Linked DNA regions of Mus musculus: region 1 is linked to region 2. A link is a contact called in public HiChIP or PLAC-seq data. All regions are on one chromosome and are shown on one strand. The core of a region is the stretch at or near the end of the contact, and the rest is flanking DNA. Distances in the headings are between cores, read along the strand shown. Region 1 holds the start of Rad21 (RAD21 cohesin complex component). Region 2 holds the start of Gm34678 (a long non-coding RNA gene).

Region 1 (6,946 bases), core at 1,751-4,250, 77 kb after region 2:
GAGTCAAAGGAGGTTTTTGCTTGTCACTATGCATAAAGTTATTGTTTTAGGATATTAATTGTACAATAGCTTTGTGTCTAAGAAAACTAGGTGCACACTGTAAGTAAGCAGGATTTTACTAACCAAGTGATCGAATCATGATCTGAATGTTGGGGAAAAAATGGCATCTATCTATAGGTTGGCTGGGTAAAGGGTTCTTACAAACCTCCCACTGGTTTAACAAACAAAACCTGCCATAGTAAATATGAAAGGCAACAAAGATGCTACAGAGCATTTTAAATCCGCAGTTGGTTAAGCCCCCTAAGAGGAGCTAAGAGCAAGCAGGGTCATCTGTATATACTTAGGAGCATGTGCATAAGTTCAAACTATCTGTGGAGTACTAAAAAATCTGGTGACAGCAGTGCCCTCTGGAAATGGGGCTCTCCACTTCTGTATTATTTTGCGTATAAGTGGATATTTAAAAAACAAAACATAGGCATACCTATCCAAAATTGAAACTATCACCCTAGAAGTCAAGATGTAATCCTGATCTGCATCAGCTATCAAGTTAGCAAAATACCCAACTGTGATCTGTGTTTTATAACAGGAAAAGTACACTACCTAAAGGGCAGGCTGCAGACTGTAAAAAACATCAATACCCAGCTCACACAGAAAGAGAGCTGCCTGGTAGTGGCCTGAAAGGTAGGGGTGTGTGTGTGTGTGTGTGTGTGTGTGTGTGTGTGTTTGTGAGAGAGAGAGAGAGAGAGAAGCATGTTATATTCAGCTTACATATTACTACTGCTCAACTCTCCTTGGCTCTAATATGGACAGAATGAGTTTTATTTCAAATTTAAACTCCTTCTTTACTTGGTTATTTGCAATGGTTAAGAAGTCATTTCATGTCTGAAGTTTAGCCTGGCCTTGGTGTCCATCATCCTAGGAGTCCTGAGCCTGAGGCAGGAGGATCTTCAAGGGCAGCCTGGGGTACATAATCGGATTTCCTCACCTCTCCTAACAACAATAACAAAACACAAGCCTGACTTTATATCAACTACAAAGTCAACATAATATTCTTTAGGGATAATGACAATTAAACGGAACAGCACATGTAGTCTCAAAAGCAGATTCAAACAGAAGTCTCAAAAATCAACTTGCCCAGTTAGAATATTCACACCTTTAAGGTAGGATGGAAAACAAAATATATTTCTCAAGAATTAAGTTTTCATCCGGGCGTGGTGGCGCATGCCTTTAATCCCAGCACTTGGGAGGCAGAGGCAGGCGGATTTCTGAGTTCGAGGCCAGCCTGGTCTACAAAGTGAGTTCCAGGACAGCCAGGGCTATACAGAGAAACCCTGTCTCGAAAAACCAAAAAAAAAAAAAAAAAAAAAAAAAAAAAAGAATAAGAATTAAGTTTTCCCAACTACCCAAGTATAACTCTCTCAGAATCTGCATGTTTTGCTAAGTCTGAAAAGAAATTCCCAATTTACTGTGCATAATACAAAAAGCACCGTGTCCACTCCTTAAACAACTCTGTAACTTTGGTTATACAAACTCTAAGATAATTCAAACACTGGACAAGGCACACACCTTCACCAATACCTTCTTAAAGAAAGTTGCCTCCAACCTTAAAGGTATTTACAATTTAAGAAAGCGACTTCAGTCTGTTCCAAAACCCTGCAGCCTTTCAGTTCACTGGCATTTGATTTTTAATAGGATTTTGCACCCTTGGTGGGGGTGGTGGGCACGGGACGGGACGACGCCGAAGCTCTTCCAATACAGTTTAAGGAGAGCAAATATTAACTTTCCTTTGTAAAGAGAAGCCGAAGTACAGAAGCCACTTCCATAAGCCATTCAAACACCAACGCGTTTTGGAACGCTGAAGACAGCTTAACAAATCAGAGAGCACGAAGAAAACGTCCACAGCGTTTCCCTCTTAAATTTGAAGAAGGCCGCTTGGTCTAGTTGAACACCTCGACAGTGTCACCTTACACTATCCTGGCAGAGCCTACTCAAAGCCTTTCTGTGCCACGAAAAAGGCACCCAGCCTCGGAACGTCTCTACAACACTCGATCCTTAGCCATTAAAGAAATTAAAAAAAAAAAAAAAGTTTAGAAAAGTTAAGGGGAATACCAGCTACACTCATGTTCTTGGAAGCAATGTTATTCGATCGTGTTTTAAAACAGCCGGTCCAATTTCTGAGATGCCCAACACACAAATATATACATTATAGAGAAATCCGGTTGAGGGAGACAGAAGAACAGGCGAGTGAGTCCACGATCCCTGCGGCCAGCACACGCCTGGCGCGACCCGGACCCCGGACTCCACACCCGATGCACCGCGCCCGCCCGCCCAGGAGTCTCCCTGACGGCTCCCGCCCTGAGTCCCGCGTCTTTGCAGACAGCCATCTTCCCCCCCGAGGGGGCGGCCAGCTCCGAGAGCGGGCTCGTTCAAACCTCCCCTTCTCTCCCCGTCAGCCCCGGGATCCCGCTGTCCCACCTCCGCGCGGCCGAGGGTCGCTTTTGTGGGCCCTGGACTGCGGCGGAACCATTAGGAAGTCAGCAGGCGCGGTGCACGGCCCCGGGGCAGCGAGGAACCCCCCCAGGCGAGGGCGGCCCCGGGACGTAGGGGGCCCGGAGAGCGCGGGGTCGCCGGGCGCTGCCCGGGAGCTGGCAGCACTCGGGGGCCGCAACGCCGGCCGCCTCGCACCGCAACTGCGGGCCGCGGAGCCCGCGCCCCGGGAGCAACCCGGCGGGGCAGAGCACCGGGGAGGGAGCCAGAGCCCGAGGAGGGGTCGGCCCGATCGCTTACCTGGATCTCGGCGGGGAGCCGGGAGGGGTGGGTGGCCCGGGGAGGGGGGGAAGGGTCAGGGGAGGGGGCGGGGAGAGGGGGAGCCCTTGTGCGGTGTAGCCTCGGAGCTGCTCCCGCCACCGCCACGGCCGCCGCCTCCTTTTCCGATTCACTCAAACAAACAAGATGGCGGCCGTTACGGCGCGGCTCTTCCGGCCGCCCAAATCCTCGGTTCAAATCGGCAGGATGTTTACGGTCAAAAAGGTACGTGTGCGCCTGCGCAACCCGCCGGAGCCGCCCCCCACCCACAGAAGGGGCGGCGCAGGCGCGCTGACCACTTCCTTGTCTCTGGACCAGCCACCTATTGGCCACGGAGCAGGCGCAAAGGGTTCCTTGAAGAGGTTTGCGGAGCGTCAGAGTTGGCAAATGCAGCGCCTGCGCAACACCGTGTAACTAATTGGGGTTTAACTTGAACTCGAGTTAAAGCAGGTCTTTGCTGTTGGCCAGTTTTCTTTGCGCCCGGCAAAAATAAAAATTATTTTAATGACCTTGTACAGCGACGAAGGAAACAAAAATCTTAAGCTAGCTGCTGGAAAAGTAAGGCCTAATTGGTTCGGCCAACCTGTGCTTATATTAGGTTTGCAGCAAAAAGCATGCTACCGAGGCCCTGGGAGAAATTTTTTGAGAGTAGATTCCTTTTACACGCAGTTCCTAAACTAACTTTGGTCTCCCATTCATGGAGTCTCATATATGTTCTTGAAAGTTCCCTTTAACAACATTTGATTCTCTGGCGGTGGTGGTACACGCCTTTAACCTCAGCACTCGGAAGGCAGAGGCAGGTGCATCTCTGTGAGTTCAAGACCAGCTTGGTCACAAGGTCCAGGACAGCCAATACTACACAGAGGAGCCCTATCTCAAACCAAAACAACAATAACAAAAACCAACAAAACAACATTTGATTCTTTGAAGCAGATGCTTGCTTATGGTTCATCAGTAAATTTCTTACTGTGGGAGTTAGCTACTGACAGTTTGGAAACACCTGCTGAAGGTGCGTGTGTCAACTTTAGGCAGTTTGCTTAACAAACCTTTGACAGGACAGATTTAATTAACAGATTTCACCTCTATTCATTGGAAAATAATCCACTTTCCTTTTTTTGGCTACGTAGTAATGACTTTTATGATTTGACTTAATAACTGACCGAGAAACTGCTTGCTGTCATTCTCTAAAGCCTTTTTATAAAGCAGTTCTGTTCTGCTTGTCTGTCTCATGATAACACACAACACATTTGAGAGAGGAAAACGGTAGGAGGATTATAAAACATACAGTAGCAGATTTTGGTTTAGAACTGCACACAGTTTTGCAGAGCTGTTCCTCGGAACTGATCAACTCTTGAAAAAGGATTATATATGTCAAAAACACTAGAGTAAGTAGGAAGCTTAGAGTAAGAGGATTGACAAGATTTTTGGGAATATCACAATGTGTTTTGGCATAACTTTAAAGCTTTTACAGTAAATGAAAAAAATAAGGTATAAAGCATTTGTTTAAAAAAAAAAAGCATTTGTTTAATAAAGAAAACTCCCCAAGTAAAATGCCTTAAGGTCTTGGACTAAGCAGAAGGAAATGGGTTTAAAACACTGATAAAACACTGATAATGATTTTGCTGTTTATCTGGATTTTGATAAGAAATGTCATTTAAGGATAAGATATGTAGTAAAATATAATCAGGCACAGACATAGAGAAGCAAAGAAGTTAGGGATAACAGTCCGTATTTCAAATACCAACACAATACAATATGTATGAATTAAATGAGTGAAAATAATCCCTCGGGGTGTGTGTGTGTGTGTGTGTGTTACATTTAAGTTTAATTCATAGTTACACCCACCTCATGGGAAAGGAAAGATTTGAGTCAACTCTGAGAACAGGATTTCACAGGCCATGTCAAGGCTGGGTGTAGGATCTGCCCAGGCATATGGGTGAATCACCAAATCAAAATCATCTGGGTTCAGGAGTGGGCCTAGAGAGGATGGAGAGTGCATATGTTGATTTGAGTTACAAAGAACTGAAGGGGGGGGGGAGGCAGAACCTGGATTAGAGCCTTATAGATCATTAAGACTTTTGTCCAAAAACTTCATCATATTAACAGTTCAATACCAAGAACATTTCAGTTACCTCCCTGGAAATATTTGACAGTGACCATTTTTATAACAGAAATTTAATAAAATAAGATTGACAGTATTTTTTCCAGGTGTGTTGTTTCAGTTTGGTATTCATTGTTTCTTTTATCCAGCAAAACTGCCTAGAAAAATTATTGACAAATGGGCAAATAGAGCTGGGGTGGAGCTCTTAAAATAATGTCAGGAAGACCTTATGATGTTAAAAAATTTACAAATTAAAAAATGTATTAGTTGGGCATGGTGGCGCACACCTTTAATCCCAGCACTTGGGAGGCGGAGGCAGGCGGATTTCTGAGTTCAAGGCCAGTCTGGTCTACAGAGTGAGTTCCAGGACAGCCAGGGCTATACAGAGAAACCCTATCTCGAAAAACAAACAAACAAACAAACATTTAAAATGTATTAAATTACTACCAGTTGAGGAAAGGATACCACCAATATAGTATTTTCACTGCAAAAGAATTAAACGAGTTTGATGAGGGGCATAAGGAAAGAGAGAAACTGCTAATTTTGATAAAGGAGAAAAGTAGAGTGAAAAGGCAAACTCCTAAAGACCCTTCTAAGACTGCATGGGGGTCACGAACACCAACTGGTTCTTGTCTCTTGATAAGAATAAAATTAACTACTGCAGTTTCTGTGTTATTTGGAAATCATCACGTTACAAAAACCATACAAACACTTGGTGTAAAGATTTGCCCTGTATTATGACACAACTTTTTTCCTGAAGAAAAAGTCTGTTTATTGCTCTGTCTCTGGTATACTTGTGCAGGGTACCTGGCAGTCTTGTTTTCTAATTTTGATTTGGTTTACTACTTGTACTGAAATATTACTTCAACTGCATTTGAATTAGAGAGTTGAAGTAGGCCTGAGAATATGCTTTATAAACAGTTTTCAGGTAATTGCAAGTCTTCTGCTATCTGGATCCTATTTTTTGAAGGCAGAGTTTGGAATCATGTAGGCCTGAGATTTGATTACAATCTTCCACTTAGAAGCTACTGCCTTTCAAGTTGCTCAACCTCCCTGCGGTTAAGTTTTATTTATGAAGTCAGGCAAATGTTATCCATCTGGTTGGTGCTATGGTGCTTATTACACGTGATAATGTATTTAAAGTACTTAGCAGAGCATTTGGCACATTGAAGTCAATACATTAAAATTGTTAGTATTATCATGATTGCTCATAGTAGATGTGGGTATCTGTTTACATACTTATTCTCAACACTTACTGATTTTTCTTCTCTATTGATCTTTTATCTGTATTGAATTATATAGTAATTATATAGCCAATTATATAGAATTGACTCCCAAACTCTTTGCCTTTAGTTTGGCATATGCCAGTTACCTAATAGACTATGTTCCACAATCAATTTTCCATGGAAGTATAAATGAGTTCATATATATGGAATTGAGCTTGGTGCATTTCTTTACTTTCAGAAATCAGGATGCAGGGGCAGGCAGATCGCTAAGTTGGAGAGCAGCCTGGTTTGGAGAGCAAGTCCTAGGAGAGCCAGGAATATACAGAGAAACCCTGTCTTGAAAAACAAAACAAAAAACAAAAACAAAAAAAAAAAAAGAAAGAAAGAAAAAAGAGAAACTCACTCTATGGTAATTTAAAGGGTTTTTTTCGTTCTTGGCTTTTTTTTTTTTTTTAAGGGAGCAGGCTGCTCTTCTGTTTCTTCTTTCTTGCTTCTTGGAATACAAGTTCAATGGTTAACACTCAGGCAATGGACTTGGACAATGAAAATAAGTGTTGAAGTAAGAATAGAGAAGCTTGGAGTTGGAAAACTAGATGTCTGCATGTAAAAAAAACACAAATAGATCCATATCTATCACTCTGCATAAAACTCAAGTTCTAGTGGATCAAAGACCTCAACATAAAACTGGATACATTAAATCTGATAGAATGTAAAGTCAGGAATAACCTTGAATTCATTGGTACAGGAGACAGCTTCCTGAACAGAACACCAATGGCTCAGGCTCTAAGATCAACAATTGATAAATGGGACCCAT
Region 2 (6,442 bases), core at 567-3,066:
GTGCACCAATCATGTCAGATTTACACTCTTATTTTTTATAAGGACCATGTGTTAACTGAATCAACCCTTTAGAGACCCGGAGACCCTATCTGCAAACACAGCTACACTCTGAGGCACTGGGTTGAGGGCCTCAGCTTATGACCTTGCAGGAGTAACGATTCAGCCCATAGTAGACACAAAGAGAATGAGTCCCTTGGTGAAAAGTAGACATTGCCCTATATGAAGAGAGCGCCAAAAGAAGCGAGAGCTTTTATGAGTTGAAAATGATCAGGAGTGAATGTATAAGCCATGTTTTAAACCCATCTCAAACAGCCTTCTTTGAGTTAATACACATAAACTACTTGGTTTCCTGGCTTGGGCAAATCTATTGGCTAGAACCACAAAGGCACAAGCAACAGTAGGAAGTGTAGACAAGAGGGAGGTCAAACAGAAACACTTCTACAGACCAAAGGGTCAAATCATAATCAGACCTAGTTAAAAAACTCAACAGTAAGAAAACAAATCATTCCATTAAAAATGCAGAAAGTGGGCAGGAGAGATGGCTCAGTAATTAAGAGCGCTGGGTGCTCTTCTAAAGGATCAGATTTCTATTCCCAACTCCCACATGGCGGTTCACAACCTTAAGTAATTCCAGTTACAGAAGATCTGAAGCCCCCCCCCCCCTGGCTTCCTTGGGTACAAGGTACATCCACGATGCGTTTATATACACGCAGACAAAACACGCATACATAGAAGATAAGACACAAAACTTTATGGATGGACAAAGCATACGAAATGGCATTTATTCAGATGGCCAGCTGGCACATCACTAATCCTTAGGCAAAGGCAAATGAAGACAACCATAAGATATCACCCCGCAATGGTTAGAGAGGCTTTTATTTAAAAGATGAATGCTGGGCCCACTAGCTGATAGTAAAGGTGACTGCTTCCTACCCTAAGGACCTGAGTTCAAACTCTAGGCCTCGAATGACGGAAGGAAATGTATGCTTGTTGTGTGTCAGTTTCTTTGTGGATGGCTGCCTATATGCAGCGAGGGTAGGTACAAGACAAAGTGAGAGCCCGTGATTGGGCAGTGGAAAAAGAAGGGGACTGAGAATTTTAGAGTCTAGGACAGAGGGACAGAGAGGAGAGGAGAAGGGAAGGAGAGGAAGAGATAAGATGGAACCTAAAGGAGAGGAAGAGGAGCTGGACCCACACAGTCCTGGGAGCCATAAGTGTTGGGGATTTCTTAGATAGATGACTAACTAACTAATAATTCGGATGCATCTACCCCATCTAGGTGTGTAGCTTGTGTTTATATCAATTGAGTTGTGAGTTCATTGTGCGGGTGTTTTGTGGGTTGAGAATTTACTAATATCAATCTGACTGATATTTTAAAAGCCTTTAGAGTTTTGATTTTACCAGGTTCCTGGGATTTGTGACTGCTAACCACAGGGAATGGGAGCAGAATCCACAGCAAGAGAACCACAAGATAGGTGGTCGCTGCATGGGGCTAGCCATGAAGGCAGTGAGATCACGGGGGCCAGAGAGTAGCTGGCGCTAGCTCGGGATGGTGGCTTTTTAAATATTTCCCGCTACATTTCCTCCTAGGTTGAAACATTTCATCCTGTAGGGAAGATCCTTAAGCCAGAGGGTAACACCTCAAAATAGTTTCAGGAAGTCCCTGAAACTCCCAGATTTCATTAGGCTCCCTCCCTCTCGGAGGAAGCAATATAGTCAAACTGCAAAGAACCCTCTGAGACAAGCCAGGCTGCCTGGAGGAGTCAGACAGACTGACTCCCTTGGAAAAGGGACTCTCCAACCTGTTGAGCTGCCCGCAGGCTGTGCAGTGCACTCTGGTTTTTGTGAGCTGTCACCTTTGCTAGTAGGCCTGGGTGATGAGGCTGTCTTTGAGTCATTTTTGATGCTGTTAGTCACCCTTCACCTACATTCCTGTAAGTAACCCTCAGAACTCTCATTGGTTCGCCAAATTGGACTTCGGTGATGCAGGGACTCCAGCTAGCCCGAGCATGGCAAATATGGCTCTGGCAGGCCTTGACCTTCTCCCCAACCCCTCCTGCCTTGCTAAAAATTGTTAGATTAAACTCCTTAAAATTTTTATTTATTCTATGTATATGAGTACACTGTAGCTGTCTTCAGATGCACAAGAAGAGGGCATCGGATCCCATTACAGATGGTTGAGAGCCACACTGGGATTTGAACTCAGTACCTCTGGAAGAAGAGTCAGTGCTCTTAACCACTAAGCCATCTCTCCAGCCCCTAGATTAAATTCCTAAAGCTAAACCCACCACAGTTCATTCCCTTATTTGGCCACTTTCTCTCCTTGAGGCTGACTACCAAGGTCTATCTATCAAAGTATTGGAGACTTGCAAGCAAATCCACCTTTGACTTACCTAATTAACATGCCCAATCAAGATTAAACACCTCATCTTAGCATGGGGTTTCCTCTTTTACCTTTATAAACTGCTATTTTCCTATGTGCCATGTCTGTGTTTCTCTATCCATAGGCAATCCTTTGTCCCACTCCAGAACAAATAACCCTGCCCCCTTCCTCATTCCCTTCCTCTTCTCCCTTGTCCTCTGCCCCCCGCATTCCCTTCCTCTTCTCCCTTGTCCTCTGCCCCCCCATTCCCTTCCTCTTCTCCCTTGTCCTCTGCTTCCCCCCCCCCCATTCCCTTCCTCTTCTCCCTTGTCCTCTACCTCCTGTCCTTGTCTCTTATTCCCTGTCCTTTGTCCTTCTCAGGAAATAAATCTCCTTTGGGTTGAGAACTTTGTCTTGGAGGTCCCAAGCCAATACCTTCACAATACAATCACTTCAGGTGGTATCCATACTTTGGCCTATTGTGGACTCAGTGTCTGGGATGAGGAGACATGCATATTGTATCTCCTCAGGAAAAAAATCTTGTCATACTACATCTCCTACAGATAAGTAGATAAATGATAGATAGATAGATAGATAGATAGATAGATAGATGAAAGGCAGATAGATAGGATGTAAAATCCATGAATTCTAAGTGTTGACTACAATGTAGGGAAAAGGGAAGGCAGCTGTTTTGCAGTTGTATGAAGGGCTCTTTAAAAGCCACAGATAGGAATGATCCAGAATCATACAAAAATGATCTCAAAATCAAAGGAGCTTGCGACAGAAGGGGCCTGAGGGGCAGAGTGGAATCACTGTGGCTTCACGGGATTAAAATACAGGGAGGCATCGAGACAGCATTTGTACCTTGAGGGTGGTGACTTACGATTCTTGGGTGCACTTAGCCATAAGAAACTTTTTAGAGAATAGACTCTTCGAAGAGGAAAGGGAACAGGGAAATACAATAATATTTCTTGTGCTCTTGTGTGCTTTGGAAACTTGTTTGAAGATATTATTTTTAAAATTGGGAATTATAGAGAGTTTCAGCAGTACAACAAACATCCTCTTTCCCAGGGTATTATTTTGAAGGCTGATGCCCACATGGAGTCTGTTCAGGTATGTGTGTCTATATTCATTTTTCTGAACACCTACATGGATTGGGAGTCATTAATGAGTAAGTTACAGCCTCCCCTCATGGCATTTGTGATGCACTTGGGAAAGCAGATATGTAAAGAGTGAATTTTATTACACTGAGATTAGTGTTGTGATAAAACTCCTACCACCCACAAAGCCCTTTGATTGTAGAATATGCGGCCTTCCTCTCACTAGGTTTGGCAAGATACTGTAGATAAGTAAATACATTTATTTCCTTACATGTTTTTTTTAAGTCATCTTCTCGGGAGCTTAGAGAAAGCTGTATGGGGAGTAGACATTTCAAGCAGGTCTGAAGATAATTTAATAATCACTCACACACAGAGATACATTCAGTAATACTTCTTACAGTGACAATGGAGGAAATCGGCATTGGTTACTTTTTTACTGCTGTGATAAAACATCGTGATCAAGGCAACTTATACAAGAAAAACTTATTTGGAATCACAGTTTCTGAGGGATAAGAGGTCGTCATCGTATGTGTGAGGGGGGAGAGACGGCAGCAGGAACAGCAAGGTGAGAGCTCATATCTTAACCCACAAGCCTGAAGCTGAGAGAGTAAGCTGGGAATGGTGTGAGCCTTTTGAAATCCACCCCCACCCTCCCCACACCCCCAACCCCCGTGACATACTTCCTTCTGCGAGGCCACACTTTCTAAACCTACTCTGTGAATTACCTCTGCGGAGCAAGTATTCACACATTTGAACCAATGAGGGACTTTTTCCTTCAAAGCACTACAAAGGAATCCATCTTTTTCTTGAGACATATTTTTTTGGCCCAGGCTGGCCTCAAGCTGGTGCCCTGCCTGTGCTCACAGAAGGCTGGAGTCATGAGCAGGCATCTTCAGGTTCCCCAGGAAGCGTCAGTGTTTTATTTTATACCCTCTAACTTCAGTGTTTTGCTTTTGTGTGAGCTACCCAGCCTGCTTCAATTATGTTAGCGCTGGTGGGAAAGGCCTTGTGACGTCACGGAGGAGGTTCGCAGAATGAATAATCGACAGTGGCACAATCTACTGAACACAAGTTAAATACAAGCTTGTTGTTCAAACGAAAACTTGACAGGAGAGATCCATGTGCCCAGGGCCCTGATTTCATCACACCCCTGAGCAGTTAATTCAGCCATCGGAGTACCTGGTTGCATTTCCCCACCGAGGAAGGGGATTAACACTTTCCCAGGTTACAGACTATTTTCCCAGGATTGACTGTCCCGTTATGTTATTGTTTTCATGCCCTTACTTACAAGGGCACAAACCCAGAAATGACATAAGAGCTGGATTTCTCACATTCTCACCCTGCCAGGCACAGACATCACGCTAACAAGGAAGACTCTTCCGACTCTGGCCAGGGTTTCTCCAATGTGGCGAATACAGCCACGGCGCCAACATCACGGAAGGCTTCGCCTGCTTGGCACTTTTTTGGGCCCCTCAATACCTACCTGCACACTTTTGTAGAGAATCCTAGAATGTGTATTTCATTTAACGTTTATTTTTAAAGCTAGTCTGCAAAACAATGGGTTTCACGATAGTGTTTTTATTCATATGCCATTATTATTTGTGTTTATTTGCTCCCTACCATTAATTAACCTTTCGTGCTGTCACCCCTTGCTCTCTCTCTCTCTCTCTCTCTCTCTCTCTCTCTCTCTCTCTCTCTGTGTGTGTGTATGTGTGTGTGTGTGTGTGTGTGTGTGTGTGTGTGTGTGTGTGTGTGTTTTTGAGACAGGGGTTTCTCTGTATAGCCCTGGCTGTCCTGGAACTCACTCTGTAGACCAGGCTGGCCTCGAACTCAGAAATCTGCCTGCCTCTGCCTCCCGAGTGCTGGGATTAAAAGCGTGCGCCACCACACTCGGCTGTGCTGGTCCTTCGTTTACCATCCAAATAGTCTCCTCTTCTAATTGCATGTGACATATGTCCCATTGCTCTACCTCGGCTGTCCTTTCACTTGATATGGCACCTCCCTATCTCCTGTTTCCATGGTGTCTCTGTGTGTGTGTGTGTGTGTGTGTGTGTGTGTGTGTGTGTGTGTGTGAGCACACAGGCATGTACGTGATGATCCTCTCCTACTTTGGAATTTGCAAGTCATTACAAGAGACACAGGAAGTGAGACTCTTACCGCTCCCTTCTGTGGTTTCCAGTTATCTCAGGAGATGGCCCCCCGCGGCAAGCCAGCCCTTTGCCTGGGGCTGCCCTTTACTTCAGACTCCTTATGTGACAATTCAATTGCGTGGTTGTTGCTAAACCTGTTTTCCAAACGACGTGACTGGTTACAGAGACCTAGTAGTGATCTAAAGTCGATAGTAGTCCTTGGCCTTTATACCTGGAAAGACTGAATGAAGGGGCTGGGGGTGCTTGCTCTCATTGACATGTATGCAGAATAGGGGAACATGGAGAGGCCCCGTGGAACCGACGAACGCAGCCACCGCAACACCCCAGGACTTTAAAAAGACACGATTATGAACTCATTTTACTTTATTATCGTCAGTGCTGGGGTAAACCTGTGGCCTTGGGATTCTAGACAAGGCCTTACCACTGAGCTATAGCCACCAGCCCAGGCTGCCGGCTCTTCAGAGACAATATTTTTGCTTCTTTAACTTTCTTACGTCTTTTTTTTTTTTTTTTTTTTTTCACAAACGCCATTACACATTTGTAGAAAAGTGAAGCATGGCAAATAAGCACTCTTGACAGGGACTGGAGAAATAAAACACAGCCCAGTTCCCTTCTACAGAACTCTGGGCCTCACGAGCAAGCATGAGGCTAGCTTGATCTGTGTTGCCCTTCCGGTACAGTCAGGGCATTACTCTAAAGTCAGCTCACAACGAAGATTGAAAACAGCAAGAAAAGTCACAGAGGAGACTGAGGGAAAGGTACGTGCACGGCGGGCGACGGGATGAGCATCAAGACATGCAGTAAAGATGAATGTCAGAACATTACTCTAA

What was found. HiChIP or PLAC-seq counts read pairs in DNA pulled down with a chosen protein or histone mark.
Region 1: a contact with region 2 is called in an H3K27ac HiChIP or PLAC-seq map of trophoblast stem cells, with 42 read pairs. The contact joins the promoter of Rad21 here to the enhancer-like site in region 2. A contact is called at or near these places in 8 of 39 promoter capture datasets (3T3-L1-derived adipocytes, the HPC-7 cell line, HPC-7-derived erythroid cells and 5 more), 1 of 15 datasets of contacts at CTCF or cohesin (the NIH/3T3 cell line), 13 of 484 Hi-C or Micro-C datasets (3T3-L1-derived adipocytes, the AML12 cell line, B cells and 8 more), 9 of 115 datasets of contacts at active chromatin or transcription factors (CD8 T cells, the HPC-7 cell line, the SCID.adh cell line and 3 more) and 4 of 9 other capture datasets (adipose tissue, embryonic stem cells, liver and 1 more).

The regions. Positions count from the first base shown.
Region 1 is chr15:51,988,760-51,995,705 of GRCm38.p6, forward strand. It overlaps Rad21 (RAD21 cohesin complex component), which reads right to left and starts at 3,001. Exons shown (of 14, transcript NM_009009.4): 1 at 2,788-3,001. Gm52217 reads left to right here and starts at 2,216. Exons shown (of 2, transcript XM_030248881.1): 1 at 2,216-3,030; 2 at 6,371-6,946. The coding sequence starts at 2,310. The coding sequence ends at 6,402.
Region 2 is chr15:51,912,800-51,919,241 of GRCm38.p6, forward strand. Gm34678 (a long non-coding RNA gene) reads right to left here and starts at 5,656. Exons shown (of 6, transcript XR_003951502.1): 1 at 5,620-5,656. Within about 2 kb of position 1,817, at least 6 of the 459 cell types and tissues checked have an H3K27ac peak or open chromatin away from gene starts, as enhancers often do. A contact at or near this core is called in trophoblast stem cells, where this site is marked.